4 separate regions of the Mus musculus genome follow, and all the other regions are linked to region 1. A link is a contact called in public Hi-C, HiChIP or PLAC-seq and promoter capture Hi-C data. All regions are on one chromosome and are shown on one strand. The core of a region is the stretch at or near the end of the contact, and the rest is flanking DNA. Distances in the headings are between cores, read along the strand shown.

Evidence for each region. HiChIP or PLAC-seq counts read pairs in DNA pulled down with a chosen protein or histone mark. A called contact is a pair of places that touch in the nucleus more often than the background predicts. Capture Hi-C pulls out chosen DNA fragments and counts their contacts.
Region 2: a Hi-C map of bone marrow-derived macrophages shows a contact between it and region 1, with 12 read pairs. The contact joins the enhancer-like site here to the promoter of Bub1 in region 1. A contact is called at or near these places in 3 of 39 promoter capture datasets (the 3T3-L1 cell line, the C10 cell line and liver), 1 of 484 Hi-C or Micro-C datasets (bone marrow-derived macrophages), 3 of 115 datasets of contacts at active chromatin or transcription factors (acute myeloid leukemia, bone marrow-derived macrophages and embryonic stem cells) and 4 of 9 other capture datasets (adipose tissue, embryonic stem cells, liver and 1 more).
Region 3: a contact with region 1 is called in a promoter capture Hi-C map of adipose tissue. The contact joins the promoter of Morrbid here to the promoter of Bub1 in region 1. A contact is called at or near these places in 15 of 39 promoter capture datasets (the 3T3-L1 cell line, the HPC-7 cell line, the SN4741 cell line and 9 more), 3 of 15 datasets of contacts at CTCF or cohesin (large pre-B cells, pro-B cells and stem cell-derived epiblast-like cells), 5 of 484 Hi-C or Micro-C datasets (B cells, CD8 T cells, bone marrow-derived macrophages and 1 more), 14 of 115 datasets of contacts at active chromatin or transcription factors (the 230-238 cell line, the NIH/3T3 cell line, acute myeloid leukemia and 8 more) and 3 of 9 other capture datasets (adipose tissue, liver and macrophages).
Region 4: a RAD21 HiChIP or PLAC-seq map of pro-B cells shows a contact between it and region 1, with 40 times the contacts expected there. The contact joins the enhancer-like site here to the promoter of Bub1 in region 1. A contact is called at or near these places in 14 of 39 promoter capture datasets (the 3T3-L1 cell line, the C10 cell line, the HPC-7 cell line and 9 more), 2 of 15 datasets of contacts at CTCF or cohesin (large pre-B cells and pro-B cells), 20 of 484 Hi-C or Micro-C datasets (the AtT-20 cell line, B cells, the Ba/F3 cell line and 13 more), 21 of 115 datasets of contacts at active chromatin or transcription factors (the 230-238 cell line, CD8 T cells, the SCID.adh cell line and 12 more) and 2 of 9 other capture datasets (embryonic stem cells and liver).

The regions. Positions count from the first base shown.
Region 1 is chr2:127,829,965-127,834,090 of GRCm38.p6, reverse strand. It overlaps Bub1 (BUB1, mitotic checkpoint serine/threonine kinase), which reads left to right and starts at 2,232. Exons shown (of 25, transcript NM_009772.2): 1 at 2,232-2,371. The coding sequence starts at 2,346.
Region 2 is chr2:128,444,352-128,448,477 of GRCm38.p6, reverse strand. All of the region lies in intron 1 of Gm36154 (a long non-coding RNA gene), which reads left to right. The region is part of intron 3 of Gm29010 (a long non-coding RNA gene); the gene reads right to left. Among named protein-coding and RNA genes, the nearest start is that of Gm29010, 13 kb to the right of the region's middle. Within about 2 kb of position 2,862, at least 53 of the 459 cell types and tissues checked have an H3K27ac peak or open chromatin away from gene starts, as enhancers often do. A contact at or near this core is called in acute myeloid leukemia and bone marrow-derived macrophages, where this site is marked.
Region 3 is chr2:128,427,219-128,431,344 of GRCm38.p6, reverse strand. Morrbid (myeloid RNA regulator of BCL2L11 induced cell death) reads left to right here and starts at 1,994. Exons shown (of 3, transcript NR_028589.1): 1 at 1,994-2,251. It overlaps Gm36154 (a long non-coding RNA gene), which reads left to right. Exons shown (of 3, transcript XR_374969.3): 3 at 1-548.
Region 4 is chr2:128,401,324-128,405,449 of GRCm38.p6, reverse strand. The region is part of intron 1 of Morrbid (myeloid RNA regulator of BCL2L11 induced cell death); the gene reads left to right. Among named protein-coding and RNA genes, the nearest start is that of Gm14010, 19 kb to the left of the region's middle. Within about 2 kb of position 2,104, at least 26 of the 459 cell types and tissues checked have an H3K27ac peak or open chromatin away from gene starts, as enhancers often do. A contact at or near this core is called in the 230-238 cell line, the G1E-ER4 cell line, the SCID.adh cell line and 1 more, where this site is marked.

The DNA.
Region 1 (4,126 bases), core at 983-3,482:
CTTATGGTGAGTTACAGCATAATCTTGGGCATTTGTGCTCAGGTTTCCTTTAAGCTGCTTCTACAAATGAATAACCAACAATGTTTAATGACTTGCCCAAGGGCACATGCCTCTCAGTAGCCTCCTGAACACCCTATCCAGGGCTCAGATAACTGAGCTACACACTACAGGACTGACTTGAGGGCATTATTAACGAATGCTGCCATTATGTACCCAGCTATTACCTGAGGACCCAGCTATCCTACTCCTGGGCATATACCCAAAGATGCTCCAACATGAAATAAGGACACACGCTCCACTATGTTCATAGCAGCCTTATTTATAATAGCCAGAAGCTGGAAAGAATCCAGATGTCCCTCAACAGAGGAATGGATACAGAAAATGTGATACATTTACACAATGGAGTACTACTCAACTATTAAAAATGATGAATTTGCCAGGCGTGGTGGTGCACGCCTTTAATCCCAGCACTTGGGAGGAAGAGGCAGGCAGATCTCTGAGTTCGAGGTCAGCCTGGTCTACAGAGTGAGTTCCAGGACAGCCAAGACTAACAGAGAAACCTTGTCTCGAAAAAAACAACAAACAAACAAACAACAACAACAACAAAAACCGATGAATTTATGAAGTTCTAAGGCAAATGGATAGAACTAGAAAATATCATGCTGAGTGAGGTAACCCAACCGCAAAAGAAAACACATGGTATGCACTCACTGATAAGTGGATACAAGCCCTAAAATAACCAGGATTCAATTCACAGACCACATGAAGCTCAAGAAGGAAGACCAAAGAGTGGGTGCTTCGGTCCTTCTTGGAGAACAAAATACTCATAGGAGCAAATATGGAGATAAAGTGTAGAGCAGAGCCTAAAGGAAAGGCCACCCAGAGACTGTCCCACCTGGGAATTTATCCCATATACAATTATCAAACCCAGATACTATTGTGGATGCCAAGAAGTGCATGCTGAAAGGAGCCTGATATGTCTGTCTCCTGAGAGGCCTTGCCAGAGCCTTACAAATAGAGGCAGATGTTAGCAGCCAAACATTGGAAGTGTATTCTTAATCTACTTTGCTTGCTACTATCTACGAGGAATGCAAGAACCTGGAACTCCCTCTAGTGGTGTTTACCAATTCTGCCAATATCATGGCCACAGACAATATTTTCGTGTGCAGCTATAAAGACATGTCAGGAATGTTCCTCTAGTTAGATGATTCTAGGAAATCAAATGGGAAATCACTCATAATTCTTTTCTCTAGGTTAGAAAATGTCTATCTGTCCAGAAGCTGCAATATCTTTTTTATCAACTTGAAGGAGCTGAAAAACTCCCAGGACCTTTAGAAACAGGAAGGTAGTAATCGCATGAGTCTTTTATGTTCTACTTGCTTTGGTCAAGTGACCCTAGAGAGGCAAAGTGGGAAGTTATTAAAACTCAAGAAGCAGGGAAGACTAGATTATTTCTCAACTCACTCTCAGGGCACATGAACATGTTAAATATTTATTCTTGGACTTCCGGACTCTTTAAAATTACTATGAATATTTTACAAATACGTGTGGGTGTGCCTTTATGTGAACCAAGTGTGGCAGAGGCCAAAGGCATGGGATCCCATAAAACTCTGGATGGACACACACACACACACACACACACACACACACACACACATATACATGGCTATTTGTCTTCATTCGTGAACCAGACATAATGATTGTGGTTTCCTCATTTGTTATATGAGTATGTGCCACGGCATGCATGTGGAGATCAGAGGACAACTTGAGGAAGTTGGTTTTCTTTCCTTCCACCTTGTGGATGCTTTTATTCACCGAGCCAGCTCACCAGCTATGCCATTTCTGTTAAGCAAAGAGGACAAAAATTCGTGAGTGACTCTCAAGACCCAAGAGGACTCAAAGGGGTTTCAGTCACAGAATCGTCACGTTCGGCCTGGTAGTGTAATACTGTAAGCCAGTTGCCATTTATACCGTTTTTTAAAAAGTAATAATAATAACTCTATGCCAAAACATGGCTAGTGTCTCACTAGAATGGAAACAAACCTTAGCTCAGTCAGCACCTAGCATAGGACTCACTAAAAGGCAAATGAAAAGAACTGCGGGCTAGGGACGGAGGGGGCGGGGACGGAGGCGGGACTTTGTCTCCCAGCAACGGCCGCAGCGATTGGCCAGCTCTCCCGCAGCGGAGACCAATAGTCAGGCGCGCTGCCCACGTTCGACATCACAAGTGCGGCTGCGCGGGGAATTCGAATCGCCGGCGGCCTTCGAGACTCGGGGTTAGGGGCTGATGGGGAGTTTGGTCGGCGGCTGGTGGGGTATTTCGCCGCTGCGCGTTTTTTCTCGTCATGGACAACCTAGAAAATGTCTTTCGGTAAGTGTCGGTCAGGTGCGGTGAGGTGGGCCGGTCGGGACGGTTAGAGTCCGGGTCCCTCAGGCGCGCTTTCTCCTCAGCGCCGCTTCCTCAGCGGGTTCGCTGCACCAGGCCTCAGCCAAGGCGGTAGCCCCCGGGTCACTCGAGTAGACGTGCAAGCTGCAGCCGGCTACCGTTTTGTGCCGAGGATTTGGGCAGTCTGCGGAACCTTCTGAAGTCACGTATCTTCTCCATGGGGAACTTCCTCTAGACGCGAGGGACGCCCCGCCTTCAAAACCCAAACTTGTGTGGTGGTGGAGATTTTTGGAGAAAATTTCAAAGTCTGATAAAAATGCCACCCAACTAAGGAAAGAATTTATTATTTCTCGATTGCCTGATACGTAAGAAAAAAATTAAAGCTGAACTTTATGGGGGGGGGGGAATGCTTGCTATTAAGTCATTTGAGGCTTCCTGCAGGCACTGATTGGTTATTTGTTTTTGTTTTGGGGTCTGGGGGCGGGCGCTTAGGTGACTTACTCAGCCTGTGATGTTAAGCCATTTAAAACTGTTAAATCGGATGTTACAAGAAATACAATTTTATTTTCATCAGTTCTTTAGGTATTCTAAGAGTAAGATATCCAAAATCTGTTGGCGTTAAGCAATTTAATTTTTGATCAGATCGACTAAGGATTTCCCCTCCCCGTTCTAAAATAGAAGCTAGGTATTTTGATTTTTAAAGACTAATTTATTTTAATGATTTGATGTTTAAGCCATTTTCCCAGGAGGTGTGGTTGGTGTGGGGCTATTCAATGTTTGTTTATCTTGGACAAATATTTGTATTTCTTATTTTGCTAAATAAGAACTTCTAAACACAGAAGTAGTGCTGACATTTCAAACATGCTAAAAAGAATCCAAAATGAATCCAAAGTGAAAAAGTGAGAATCGTTGACTTAAAAATAAATTGCTAAAATCTCTACTAAATTATGAGAAAACCATTGCAGTTTCTCTGAATGATCATTTCAGTTTGCCAGTGAAATATATTTTGAGATATAGTTTTCTGGTCATCTACCAAAATACTACTTTTAAATTCTTTTTCTCCTAATCTTATCATTTCTCAGTTTAAAAACCTATGGTTGTTTCTCAACTTGATGCATACTGAGAATACAGTTAATTGCCATGTATCCTCTCTCCAAAGTTGTACACATACTATTCTCACCCTTACTTGCTGTAACTTCTGAACTCATTACTGTTTATGGTTCCAGCCCTGCTCCTTTTTGTGAAGGAACAAAGAAGACATTTAAAATGCAGATAGAGCTTGCCACCTCTTCTCTTCACACTTTATTTGACTCTTTCTGCTCAAGTTCTGTCAGCCTGTATGATTTCCCTAACATGCCTGTGGTAGCTAGCTAACAAGTCCTTAAGTATAACATATGCCCACTCTTACTCCTTTAGTTTGCCCCCCTTTTCTATTTAATAGTTAACGAAACATGGTACTATTTTTATGTTTGTGTTTGTTTATCCCACTAGCATCTGAGGTCATTGGGCCCTGATTTGTTTGCCTGACTTCTTAAGCTGTGGTTAGGTACTATGGAAGTAAGGGAAGCAAAGTCCTCTGGGAGCATTGTCATCATGGGCTCTTCCTTTGGGACAATGTTAGATTTGGACTCAAGCCAACAGTCTCTGGAAACTCCGAATTGAATTACTGGGGCTATCACACCAAAAGGAGAGGCATTCTTTGGATCTTAGTCTAACCCTCTAACTTAGCTGTGCTCTTGA
Region 2 (4,126 bases), core at 1,613-4,112, 610 kb before region 1:
GGGTCGTGACCCCTGAGAAAGGGGTCACCTAAGACCATTGGGAAACACAGATATTTATAGTTCAGTTACGAAGTAACAACAAAAATAATGTTATGGCTGGGGGTCACCATACACGAAGAACCGCATTAAAGGGTCACAGCATCAGGAAGGTTGAGAACCACTGGTTTAGAGCCAGTTGTCAAACAACCAACAACAATAACAAAAAGCACAGAAAACATCTGATCATGGAAGCTGCATTATGTCACAGTGTGTCCCACAGGATATCCCTCTGCCACACGTCTTCACTTGTAAATGTTCGTTACAACGAGTCATTGCTCTGGTTCGAGATCTTTGGCTTCTGTGACACCATCAATATTGGATCCTCATTGGGACTCCTCCTGGTTATCCTGTTGTTGTCTTGTGTCATGGAGATCTGTATCAGCAGGACTGGCCCTTTCATGTGTTCCAACCATTTGCAGAGTCCTGGATCTGGGCCTGGGTGGTCGGGCACTGAACTGGTCAGTCTGCCATCTCTTTTATCCACACCACTAGGGCAAGGTCTTCAGCACTGCCCAAACTAGGCAGCCTAACACAGCCATCGGCAGGAGGCAGGGTCAGCATTTCTCATCTCATGCCTTCCTACTGGCTCACTTGCACCTATGCCTCCAGGGCCAGCTCTACTCTCAAGGCACAGGGCCCTCTTCTCCAAGTGCTGCAAGAGGCTGGACCAGCTCTCCTGCTCTCACACCCTTGGGGCTGGCTTGCCTGTGCCTTTTCCATCCGGGTCAGATCCAATGTGTTGCCCAGTCAATATATATAGTCAATGGCTACAGCCATTATAGGGGCAAGGGTAGCTCTCCCACTCTCATGTCCTCGGTGCTAACTCAGGTGGTGAGGGGTGACTTGGGGTGGGCATCACCCTTGAACCCACACCACCTCAGGGCAGACAAATGAAGGGCCAGCTCTTCTGTGCTCTCACCCTCTGGCTTATCTCCATCCCCTCCACCATGGCCAGCTCTACCATGTTGCCCAAGGGAGATGCAGGGCCCGCTCTCCCAAGTCCTGCAGCTGGTGAGGGACAGGGCCAGCTCACCCAGTCTCATGACCCCAGGGCCAGGTCTCTGAACTGCGGCAAGTGACGAGGGATTCATTTTGTTTTGTTTTTACATTAGTTTGGCATGGTATCTACAATTGGTAGGTTCATGCCTGGTTGGATGCTTCATCATTCTCTCTACCAAGCTCTTCTCTGGAGAGAATCACAGTCTATGTGTATCTCAGTAGCTTGAAGATTAGGGGAAGCTCCCTGGGTCTGGTCATATGTGTGACTGAGCCCATAGGTCTCTGAAGAATTCTCTGTGGACAAGATGGCCCTGTCCACCCTGCCCATGGGCCAAACAGGGTACCTTGGCAGAATATTTAAAGCTGAGATCCAACCTGTACTCAATTCCAGTATTTACCTGCATTTGCAACCATGACGTTGTGTAAGAGGAGCACTGGCCTTGTCTGCTTGCAGGCCTCAGGTGACTCTAGACTGACAAGGGTCGGCTCTATCTCCTGGATCAGGAGAACAAGAGAGCCGAGAATAAGACAAAAGACACTCAACCCGCCTCTCTTAGTGCTGTGAGTGCAGATGACCCCTGGAGTTGAAGGCAGGCTACTAATCAATTCCCAGCATTCACTAAGACACTCTATTTGGCCCAAGGGCAGACTGGACAGGACCATCTGGGTAGACCTGGCTGCCTGTTCATGATGTTGTTGGCAACTGTTTGGAATTCGTTTTGTAGGTAAGTGGAACAATGTAGTTATCACAGGAGCTGGGGGTCTATCTTTATAAAAGAACTCTGCAGCAGAACCTCTTTGTACAATGAGGAGCCATCTTTCCTAAACAGACAGCTACCCTGATAGAACTGTATATGTATCATTTCTATATGAACAAACACATCACCTGGAGAGACACCCACATCCACACAAGTACACCTTAGCTTAGCAGTGGATTCATGCATGTAGAACAATCCATCAAGGTTGCTCTAGGCTGCCCTTGCAGAAATACTGGTTCCTCTAATCTTAACCTCTCTTGAGGCCTCTGCTTTCCGCAAGGGAGCAAAAGAAGAGATGGATAACCTGGCCTGCTTCTCTGCAGCCTTCCCCACAACACTTCTCATCCCCAACAAGTGGACCCAAGGCCACAGCACGCTATAGGGGGCCTGGGCTGCACAGTTTTTTTTTTAAGATTTATTTACTTATTATATGTAAGGACACTGTAGCTGTCTTCAGACACTCCAGAAGAAGGAGTCAGATCTCATTACAGATGGTTGTGAGCCACCATGTGGTTGCTTGGATTTGAACTCGGGACCTTCGGAAGAGCAGTCGGGTGCTCTTACCCACTGAACCATCTCACTGGGCTGCACAGTTTTGACTGTGATTCCATATCATGAAGATGGCATGCTACATTTTGGGCAACAGGTCCTCCCGCCCCCTCCCGACATCATGTGTTCTTCTGCATGGATTTGAAAGCAAATCTCCGCTGAGATGTCCAAACTTGTGTGTGGAAGTTCAAATGACTGATTGTATCTTCGGCTTAGAGAATGGATGGGGGTGGGGGCTGGGGGAATTTATTCACATTTTGCCAGGTGTAGGAAGGAGAAATGACAGTCCTCAGGGGCTTCCTGTGCTGGGTACAGTGGGGTTGATTTTACTCTTAGAAAACCAAGCCAGAAAGACATTAAGTGCACAGAGGCAGCTTTGTGGCCTGTTATCCAGAGAGACAGGATCAGGCCAAGGATGGCGTGGCCTCCACTAGCCACCTGCTCATCTCTCTGACCAGTTCCGGAATCTGAGGGTTCTAAAGCTTTTACAGATCTGGGCTGAGGCCGGAACCGCCTCTGAGCATTTTGTAATTTCCCTCAATTTCACAACTTCCCTGGTAAGTGTTCCTTCTCCAAACTCAGATATACCAAGTTCTTAGAAAATGAAGAATAGATGACTGAGCCCCTCCCGCCACCTTTGTCCTGAGTTCAACTGCCATGTTCAAAGGCTGGAAGGGTCTGGTGTGGAAGGAAGAACTCAGCCCTGAGTTCCCACAAACTGAGGATCTTTTCTTAGATCCTCCCCTACGTAGTTTCTGAACTTGAACAAGTATTACAGGCCCACCTATACATGGGGCAGAATGTATTGCCAAGATGCTGTGTGGGCTCCAGATCTGGGCCTAGGGTTTTTCTCACTGGTGGCCAGTGATGGCTGCCGAGGAGCTCACTTGAGGTGTTTAGGAACCATCATTAAAAATAAGGCTAGAAAAAAAAAATTTTTTTAATTAAATTAAATTAAAGTTACAACCAGCTCTAAATGTTTTGAGTCTGAAGGCTTGACCCAAGGTCTTGCCATCTCATTTCAAAGCCTTCTCTGGGGCCCTTGAGTTGCTCACTGCTTAAGCATTGTGTCTGACTCTCCTCCGCTGCTGAACTCATCCGGTGACTGACAGCTCTACAAGCCTCATACTAAAACCTCACCTCCTCCTTTAACTGCCAAACCTCTTTTACTGCAGACTTTAGAGTAGAAGCCACTCTGTTCTCTGTGTTGTTTTGTCACATCGGTGCCAAATCTTTGAAAGCTTTAAAGGCCTGGACAGAATTCTGGGATCTGCCTCTGGGTTCACACACACAAATTCTGCCAAGGCCAAGGATCTTGGCAGGAAGGAATCCCTCTCGTCTCTGGGCTTGTTCATGATCGATTATGTATGCCACGGCCTTGCTTGTCACATTTTACATGCCTCTGAGGCCTCAGTGGGTCCTCCATGAACTAACCCTCTTATCCCCACCGCAACACACAATAACTCACAGTTAGAGGGTCCAGATGGGAGGAGCGGGGCGAGCTGGGGACCATGAAGAACACTATTGACAGGACAGAGACTGGTGCCCCACACCAGCTGGTCCCACTTGGAATACTTTTTTCTACTCTGCTGTAGCTACTCACATAAAACGAATGGATTTGCTCTTACCCCCAAGTTCTCTAGGTGGGTTTTAGCTGCAGAGATGGAAATTTACACTCTCCGAGGGAGAGAAACTGTGAGATTGTAAAATGTCATTGCAGTGTTGGGTCCCGAGGTCAACCGTGTTCATTCACTGCAGTCGTGGGAACATTCTCACTTCTT
Region 3 (4,126 bases), core at 745-3,244, 600 kb before region 1:
CCCAGCCCCTTCCTTGCCTCCTTCCCCAGCCCCAGGCCTGTCTCAGCAGCCCACTCATCTCAATGGCTTTGACTTTATTAGCAATTTTTCACACTGACCACATCATGATCTCGAGTTCGTCCTGTGTGCTTATTTTCTGTCCTATCCCTTGAGAATACAAGCTTCCTGAGCACAGGGGACCTTCCCTCCCGACCCCACCCCCTGCTGTTTCCCAAGGCTCAGCATCAGAGCCTGGCATCTGGACCACATTTGTTGAGTCTGTGAATGACTGAACTCCACACTTCCTGTCCTTTGCTCTCAGTACGCTGCCATTGTCTTCACTACTGTCCGCATTGTTAAATAACCGTTTGTGGTCGTGCATTTTATTCATAGGCTCTGAATTTTAACAAGAGGTTACCTCTTTAGTGTGCAAGTCGTCTCTTTGAGCCTAGACTTTTGGTTGTGGCCCGTGACTCAAATACTATACTGGTAGGAAAACTTTCAACAGCAAACCACACACATTGTCAGAGGCCAGCTTTGACCTGCTCAGTGGTATAAGAGAACAGAGACACTCACCACAGTTACAGACCCTGGAGTTAGCTTTTCATTTTCATACAGAGGAAGGAACTACCATTGTCTGGATTTTGCAAATGGGCCAAGTATATCGGTCTTTTAATGATAACCAGTTATGGTTTGTATTGAAAAGCCCTCCCCTCATATATTTTGCTGTTCTCGGAAGTCTGGGCAGACTGTGCTAGATAGCCTGCTCAAACAACACGATGTCCTGGAGGAGCTGGACTGGTGTTTGGAGGCTTTAGAGGACAATGTACTTGCAAGCTGTTGCCAAGGCCAAATCCTCCGTCTCCTTAGGACTGAACATTCTCAACCTTCCTAGCCCTGCTACTCCTTTAATAAGCTCCTCATGTTGTGGGGAGCCCCAACTGGAGATTATTTCCATTGCTACTTCATAACTGGAGTTTTGCTACTGTTATGAATTATAATATAAATATCTGTGATTTCCAATGGTCTTGGTTGTCCCCTGGGAAAGGGTCATTTGACCCTCAGAGGGGTCTTGACCTATGAATGGATGAGTTTCTTCCCTTGCCCCTGTACCCCCAAATTCTCTCTCCTCCCTGCCTATACTGTTAGCTTTTCCCTAACCTGTTTAAGAGACTCTCTGGCACACATATCTGCTCTTACGTATGCTGTGTTAAGATTCTCTGATATACTGAAATGTACGTTTCAAAAGTGAAACCTCTGCTTTTTTTTTTTTTTTTTTTTTTTTTTTTTGGACAGTGCTGACTTTTGGGGGCAGGGAGGGGTGGGCAAAGATATCAACAATCACAGCAACCCTACCTGGCCTCACCAGAGGCTGCTCAGTGGTACATGGGTTCCGCTTTCTCTGGAGTACTTCTCATAGTTCAAAAAAGCTTGAAGCTGCGGAAGACAGCCCCGCCCTCTGCATCATTCAAAAGAAAACTCAGACATAGAGGCGGGCTCTTGGTTCTTGCATGGAAACGTTCAGGATTCTTTCAAAGTTAGAGAACCATAACTTTGTTTTTTACTCCTTGGTTCTTTTATTCATGTGATTTAGCCTAGCAAGACTAAGTCACACATGCTAACAGCCAGCTCAGAATAGATATAATGATTTTAGATCAAAACTCTGTGCAGAAAAAAAAAAATCATGGACTGAAATAGGGGATATCAGGGCCAAGCAAACTCAGATGCCTTAAGGAAATAGCAAAAATGGGTTCTTCCCTCTTCTGTGGACGGCCAGCGTGTTACAGCACCCGTGTGCATGTGAGATCTCTGCCTTTTATTTTCAGTTACCCCCAAGTCTCCTAACCAAAGCGTCTCCTCCCTGATGAGGGTGATCACTGGCTACAAGCCTGGGGCTTCCACACCCAAGGTCTGGGAAGCTGCTCTTTCCGGAAGGGTGGTAGAGACCCTGGGAACCAGACCAGGCGGGCTCACAAAGTATGAAGAGAATGTCGGGAGAGGAAGTGGTGGCTCTGAGTCAGCACGAGTCATCTGGTTCCAGTGACAATGAAGACTGAGGTGTCTGCTTTGCAGTTTTTTTTTTTCTTTTCTTGTCTTTTTTTTTTTTTTTCCTAATCATGTGGACATCTCTGAGAATGAGGGGACTGGGTGACTTTGCAGTGTCTGCTTTCTAAGTTTCAAAGTGACTTTCCAGGCAAGCTGCGCATATCTTGGGATCTTCACAGCACAGTGGCTGGGAAGGCAGGCGGACCCGTCTATCAGCTTCTCCCTGGTGAGTACTCTCAGTCAAAGATGTTTTCCGTGCACCTCTGAGCTGTGACAGCTGCTGTGTTCTGGGGTAGACACTGCTTCTCCCAGACTTTGAAGGTTTTGTGAGGTCAGAAAAGTGGCTCCCTCTGCCTCCAGCCCACCTGTTGTGTCTGTTGCGGGACTCTTGGAGGAAGTTTCTGAGCTGTGCCTTGTGGATGGTGGCTGTGTGTTATGCTGTCTCAGAGGAGAGCGTGAGGCTTGCCTGGGAAGGAAGCCACCACGGATTCCTAGCTAGAAGCTAAAGTGAAGGTCAGAGACGGAGGTGGGTGAGTTTGTGTTAACTGGGCACTGAGGTTGAACTAGTTTCCGCTCCTAAGAAGCAGAAGGAAGAGCCAACCCCGGGGGCAGCTTCTGGTCTCTGACTCAGGCAGCCAGGCCTGAGCTGTCCAGCTTCAGGGCAAGAAGTATGGCAGCGAGGCAGAATTTTGTCTTTTCTCTGAACACGCTACATCCCGTGCTTCCCTTTAACGCTCCAGGTGGAAAATGTGTTCAAAAGCAGAAAGAAAAGCCACAGGCTAGGGACCAGGAAGGGCATGGTGGAAGATGGGGGAAGGGAGTGGGCTGAGTTACTGCTATTCTTACAAACATCTTTACTGTCAAATAAACAGTTACAGTAACTGCTGTGCCACTTTTAAAGCAAATCTAAAAAGCGGTCATTTGCTTAAAAAGCTGCATAGCAGGCTGCAGGGAAGACAGGAGCCTGTTCTGAGCAACTCACTGGGGCGTGTGGGGCTTCCCGGGTTAAGAATGAGTCAGCAACCTAACTGAATGAGCCCTGAGAGCAGCTCCATTCACTCTGAGCGTAACAGGAGTTTGCCGGCTCGGGTCTTTGCATGATATCAGCATTGCCTGGCCCTCTGTGAAGAGGATAGTCACACACGTTCAGCTTTCTCCTGGAATGTACCTGAGAGGTCTCTTGGCTGTCTCCTTGTCAGGAATACTGTGTTCGGCTTCTTCAGCATGCCTGGGCTGATGACAATCATTTTGGGTCCTGCCCCTGACCGAGCACAGAGTTTGTTAAACGAACTCTGGGGTGCAGGAAGGACCAGGGTAGTCTAGAGCCGCAGTCGCACCCCACCCTTTGAAATAGTTCACACCCTTATGATTGGGAGAATCGGGTGAGACATGAATTTTGAAGCTGGCTTCCACAAGAGGCAGGCACTAACTTGGCTTAAATAAATCAGAGTGCAAGCTTCAGAGAAAGAAAGCCTCCAAATACCTTTGAGAAGAATTCCTATCCTAGAGCAGTTCTATACACGGAACCCAAGGAGTCGCCAAAGGCTTCACAGGTCAACACAGGGTTTGAATCTTTTCCTGGCTAGTTCTGTGGCTCTGCCTGAAGATTGTTTATCTGTGTTTAGATAACTGTGGGTGGGTCCCAGCTCTCTGGGGCCACACCCTGAAGCCACAAAACTTGGATAGCAAGATTAAGATTGGATTAGAAGGGAGGCCAGTGGGCCCCAGGTCCTGCTGACCCACTTCTGGAGACCTTGGACTTCTAGATCATTGTTCATCTACCCCCGCGCAAGGGGCCCAAGGAGTTAGCACCTGCCAGGAATTCAGGAAAGGGCCTGGATGGAGGCAGGACTCCAGTATCTTACCTCTCCCTGGTCCACTTAGTTTCCAGTCCTCTGAAGGCACATAGTTTGCATGTTTGTAGTTGGCCACAGGACTTTTACAGAAAGTGATTGACAAGCCAGAGGTAGCCAATAGAGAGAGCCCATCATTCCTAGTTGGTTTGGTGCTCTTGGTAAGTAAGCTGTCCAAGTAACCAGAGAAATGCCACGTCATGGGATCAAGAATTGTGGCACAGTATGTCTGTGGGCTGAGCACACTT
Region 4 (4,126 bases), core at 855-3,354, 570 kb before region 1:
TTGATAGCATCCTAAGATTGGCGGCTTGAAGAAACAACATTTATTTACATAAAATTTAACATACAGGTAAATATACTTATACACATGTGTAAACACATTTAAGTTCCTAGAGATTCATTTGAGGGCAGTGTTTTGGACCACTGAGTTTAGGGGAGGTTGCTTGCTTGAGCACAGACGGGGGACTTAGAGCATCACAACTTAGTGGCCACAGCACTAAAACAAAACAAAACAAAACAAAACAAAACAAAACAAAACAAAAAAAACAGAAAAACCGTTAATCACCAACAGCCCCAGAAGAATGAGTAGGGCTTGAGATGACCATCCTATCTGTGAGGAAATGTTGGGTACCCAGCCTTATTCAGGTAACCCGAGTTGCGGAGAGTTCATGAATGCAGTGACCACATCTTGTTGAAGAGACAGTGTTTCACGGAGCCCTCCTCATTGACTGCCTCTTACATTCTTCCTGCCCTTTCTTCTCCAGTGTTCCCCAGACCTCGAAGAGGGTAACACTTATGCTCCATTTAGGGCTAAGCTGTTGACAGTCACTTAATCAGTTATGAGCCTTGGCATAAAGCAGGGGGCCGTTTTTATAGATGTCCTAGATTGTGACATTTATTTGTGATGACCGAAAGAGGTGCTGCGTCTAAGAATATTGTGAACACACTAAGTATGTGCTGTGGCTGATCCAGGGATCCTCAGTGTGCCACGGGAAGTCAGAGAAAGTGACTGTGCCACCCAAAGGTGGTGAGAAGGTGTCCGGTGGGACCTCTGTGAAAGCCAAACTGCACTCCCCAGCTCTTACCAGGCCAGTCTGTCCACACAGGCAGGAGGGGCCTGGCAGCTACAGGCCTCCTTGCACACATCAGGAAAAGGAAACCATTTGAGACTCTAAGGGCTCAGAGTATGGGCAGACTGAGAGCACCTGGTGGTTCTGCTTGCCCTGTGGACCTAATCATGTATGAAGATCGTAAACCATCTCTGAGGGCAAAGTTGCCTGACCTCTGCAAAGCATTGGTTCCAGCATCCTTAACAGAGACAAACCTCACTCCCGTGCATAAGCCCTCTCTTTCTGAGCTGGTCAAGAGTCTCTGTAGGTTTTTGTCTTTTCAAATGTGCCCACCTGACTGGAATTTCTTTGCACTCAGGCTAAGTCAGAGAGAGCCATCTTTCTCTCCTGCAGCTGTGAGTTACACCCAACACTTGAAAATGAAACCGAGTAGTAAGAGGGGCTGAGGAAGAGTGTTCCTGACGGGAACAGAGGTTTGTTATCCAGAAAATGACGTGAGAAGCACTAGGGGAAACCTAGGGCATCTCGTAGCCAGGCACACAAGGTCGTGTGAGCTGACAATCTAATTATTCTGGTCCTAAACTCTCGAAAGAAAAATCCCAAGCCAGCATTTGACACAGTCATGCAGGAAAGCCCGCTTCTGCACCTCCATGCCCTCAATCAAATCTTACAAACACTACTCTGGGCTGCAGATTTTGTTTTTTGTCTGAGTGGATATCACCTCGGATCACTTGCATTAACTGCAGGTGTGTGATGCGGACAAAATGATTGCCCTCCCTACTTTTAGAACGTGCCTTGAATGTGAAGCAAGGAATTGTTTTCCCAAAGCCCACGGGACTGGAGATTTGCAGTGCAGATCTGCAGAGCCTGTGGCTGTCTGTCCACTCTTGGGGGCCCCAGCTCCCCTTGGACTAGTGCCAATAAGCCTCTGAAATGGAGGGTATCCTCTTCCTTCTGCCCCACTCCTTCCCAGCCCAGGCACGTCGTTGACACTCCATTTATGTGAGAAGCTTGGCATTAGCCGCAGGGCTTCACTCTTGACACTTGGACTAATTCTCCACTTTATATTCGTGATTGCCCTTCTGAAAGGAGAATCTGCTGCCAATGGCACCTGGGCATTTGAAAGTAAATATGATGCAAATACTGCCTCCCCGGCACATTCCCTCCTCAACTTTGGGATGAAGAGTGAGGATGAGAAGGAGGAGGTGAGCTGGGGTGCCCGACTCATTTGCATAATGGTGTTTGAGGCTGGGTGAAACTGAAACCATAGCCTGTGTGGGTGGGGCCTTGTTTCTCCTCACAGCTGCCCCCACCCCCCACCCCAGCAGCCAGGCCCCCTCTAGGCTCCTACAGAGGCCTAGGGATGGTGAGGCCCAGGGACTCAGGGCACCAGTGCGAAACCAGATAAAACACCTGGTGCTCCTACTGGCCACAGGCCCGCTGCTGAGCTCTGTGAACAAGCATGGGGGGGGGGGGGTGTCCTTTTTTTCTGATTCAGATTGCAATCTATTGGTGGGGCCCAGCGTGTGGCAGGGTGAGCCTTTGCCAGGAGAGCCAAATCATTTTGATCTTCAGTGGAATGCTCTCCCAGCTGAGTTATTTTTGACACTGTGAGGCAAGGCTTCTCTCCTCCAGTCATTTTTCAGTCAACTGGAGTCTTCCCAATCCCCGTGGCTGAAGCCCACAGATTAAGAGGGGACATCCAGCTCTCCCGTGCGATAAATGGCTTTTCTACCTACTTGGTGTCTGATAAGGTATCTTCACTCAGAAGTAATGTGAAAGTCCGACAGTTTTACAGATCCTGTTACCGTTGCTGAATAACGTCTCCAGGTGGCAAAGTGAGTTCTTGTAATATAAATGAAGCCAGCGTGTTTTTGCTACTGGACTGATTTGCCCTGAGGACAGGGTTTTCCACTATGGAACCCATCCCCCTGATAGGTGTGGAAGAGTGGAAGCCTTTTATATCTATACTTCCTTCGCTCTGTCTTTAGCTTGCTGTGGGTTCATGTCCTTGTTGGTAGAAAGAGGGGATGACCTCTCTACTGGAGTTTTCACGTGTGTGTGGGAGGTCTCAGCTCCTTTTCGAATTCTCTCTGAACATTCTGAAATCCGTTGACTTGTCAGACATTGGGAACACCACGCTGGCTTAGAAGAGCATGGCCTCTTTGATGAAAGCTTTCAGTCCGGAGCCTCTGGTGATGACGTTGGTAACCTTAAACTTGTTCATGGCCACAGTGGAATTCATGTGGGTTTTCCTTAATGGCAAGATAACGGAATAACTACAGAGCGTGTGGCCGTGTGGATGCAGCTGGACTCTGGCTCAGAAGCAAGAGTTGCAGTTTCCTGGGTGCTCCGAAGCTGGCTGGGAAGGTCCCAAGGATGTGGTAGTTCGTAGGCGGCAAAGGCCCCAGGAACTTGCAGCTTAAATCCATTTGTACCTGGGACAAATGTCGTGGTCCTGGTTTCCAGTCTTCCAAGGAGAGATCAGCTTTGGGCTGTCTGCTTTGTATTTGAAGATGTTTTTATTCGAATAATGAGGGGGAAAAAAGGGTGCTAGTTTGCCCAGGCACAGGAGGTTTGGTTTTCTGTTTGTTTGTGGGGTTTTTTGTTTTTCAGTACTGAGGGTGGAGCCTAGGGCCTCGCTAACACTGAGAAGCATGCAACCACTGTGCTATATTCCTGCACACCTGCGGCTCCGCAAAACATTGGTGTGGTGCTGGCTTTGGAAACCTATGGATGATACCATAAGTCAGAAACAGGAATGTCGTATTTAACTAAGTTCTAAGTTGTGACTGGTTGGTATTATTTTACCTATAACAGTTTGAGGTGAGGGGAGAGTGGTTTTAAAACTAGAATTGAGCTGCCGTGTTTATTTCCCTAGCATTCCCCGGGTGGTTATAGTATCCCTGATATCTTGGTGACATAAAAAATAGTGACTGCCCCTGACGGTGGCGACTTCACGGTTTGGAAGGTAAACCCAGCACCCACACTCAGGTTTCCTGAGGATCACATCCACGCTAGGCTGCAGGCTGCACGCAAGGTTCAATGTGTGAATCATCTCATTTCACGGTCACAGAATCCACAAGAAGGTTCCAGTATGACTCTGTTTCATAGCTGAGAGAGGTAACCTTCCTGAGATGACACAGCGTGTAGCTGGCAGAGCCTATACATGAAGGTAAACAGTTGGATCAGATTTCAAAGAGCATGCCCGTAATCACCATTTCAGTGCCCAGAAGCAGCAAGGGCAGAGAACTCAGGGCTCTGTCTATGAGTGAAAGCATAAAACCCCAAAGACTGTTTTCATCATGACACTCAGATAGTTGGAAGGCTTTAGGCTTT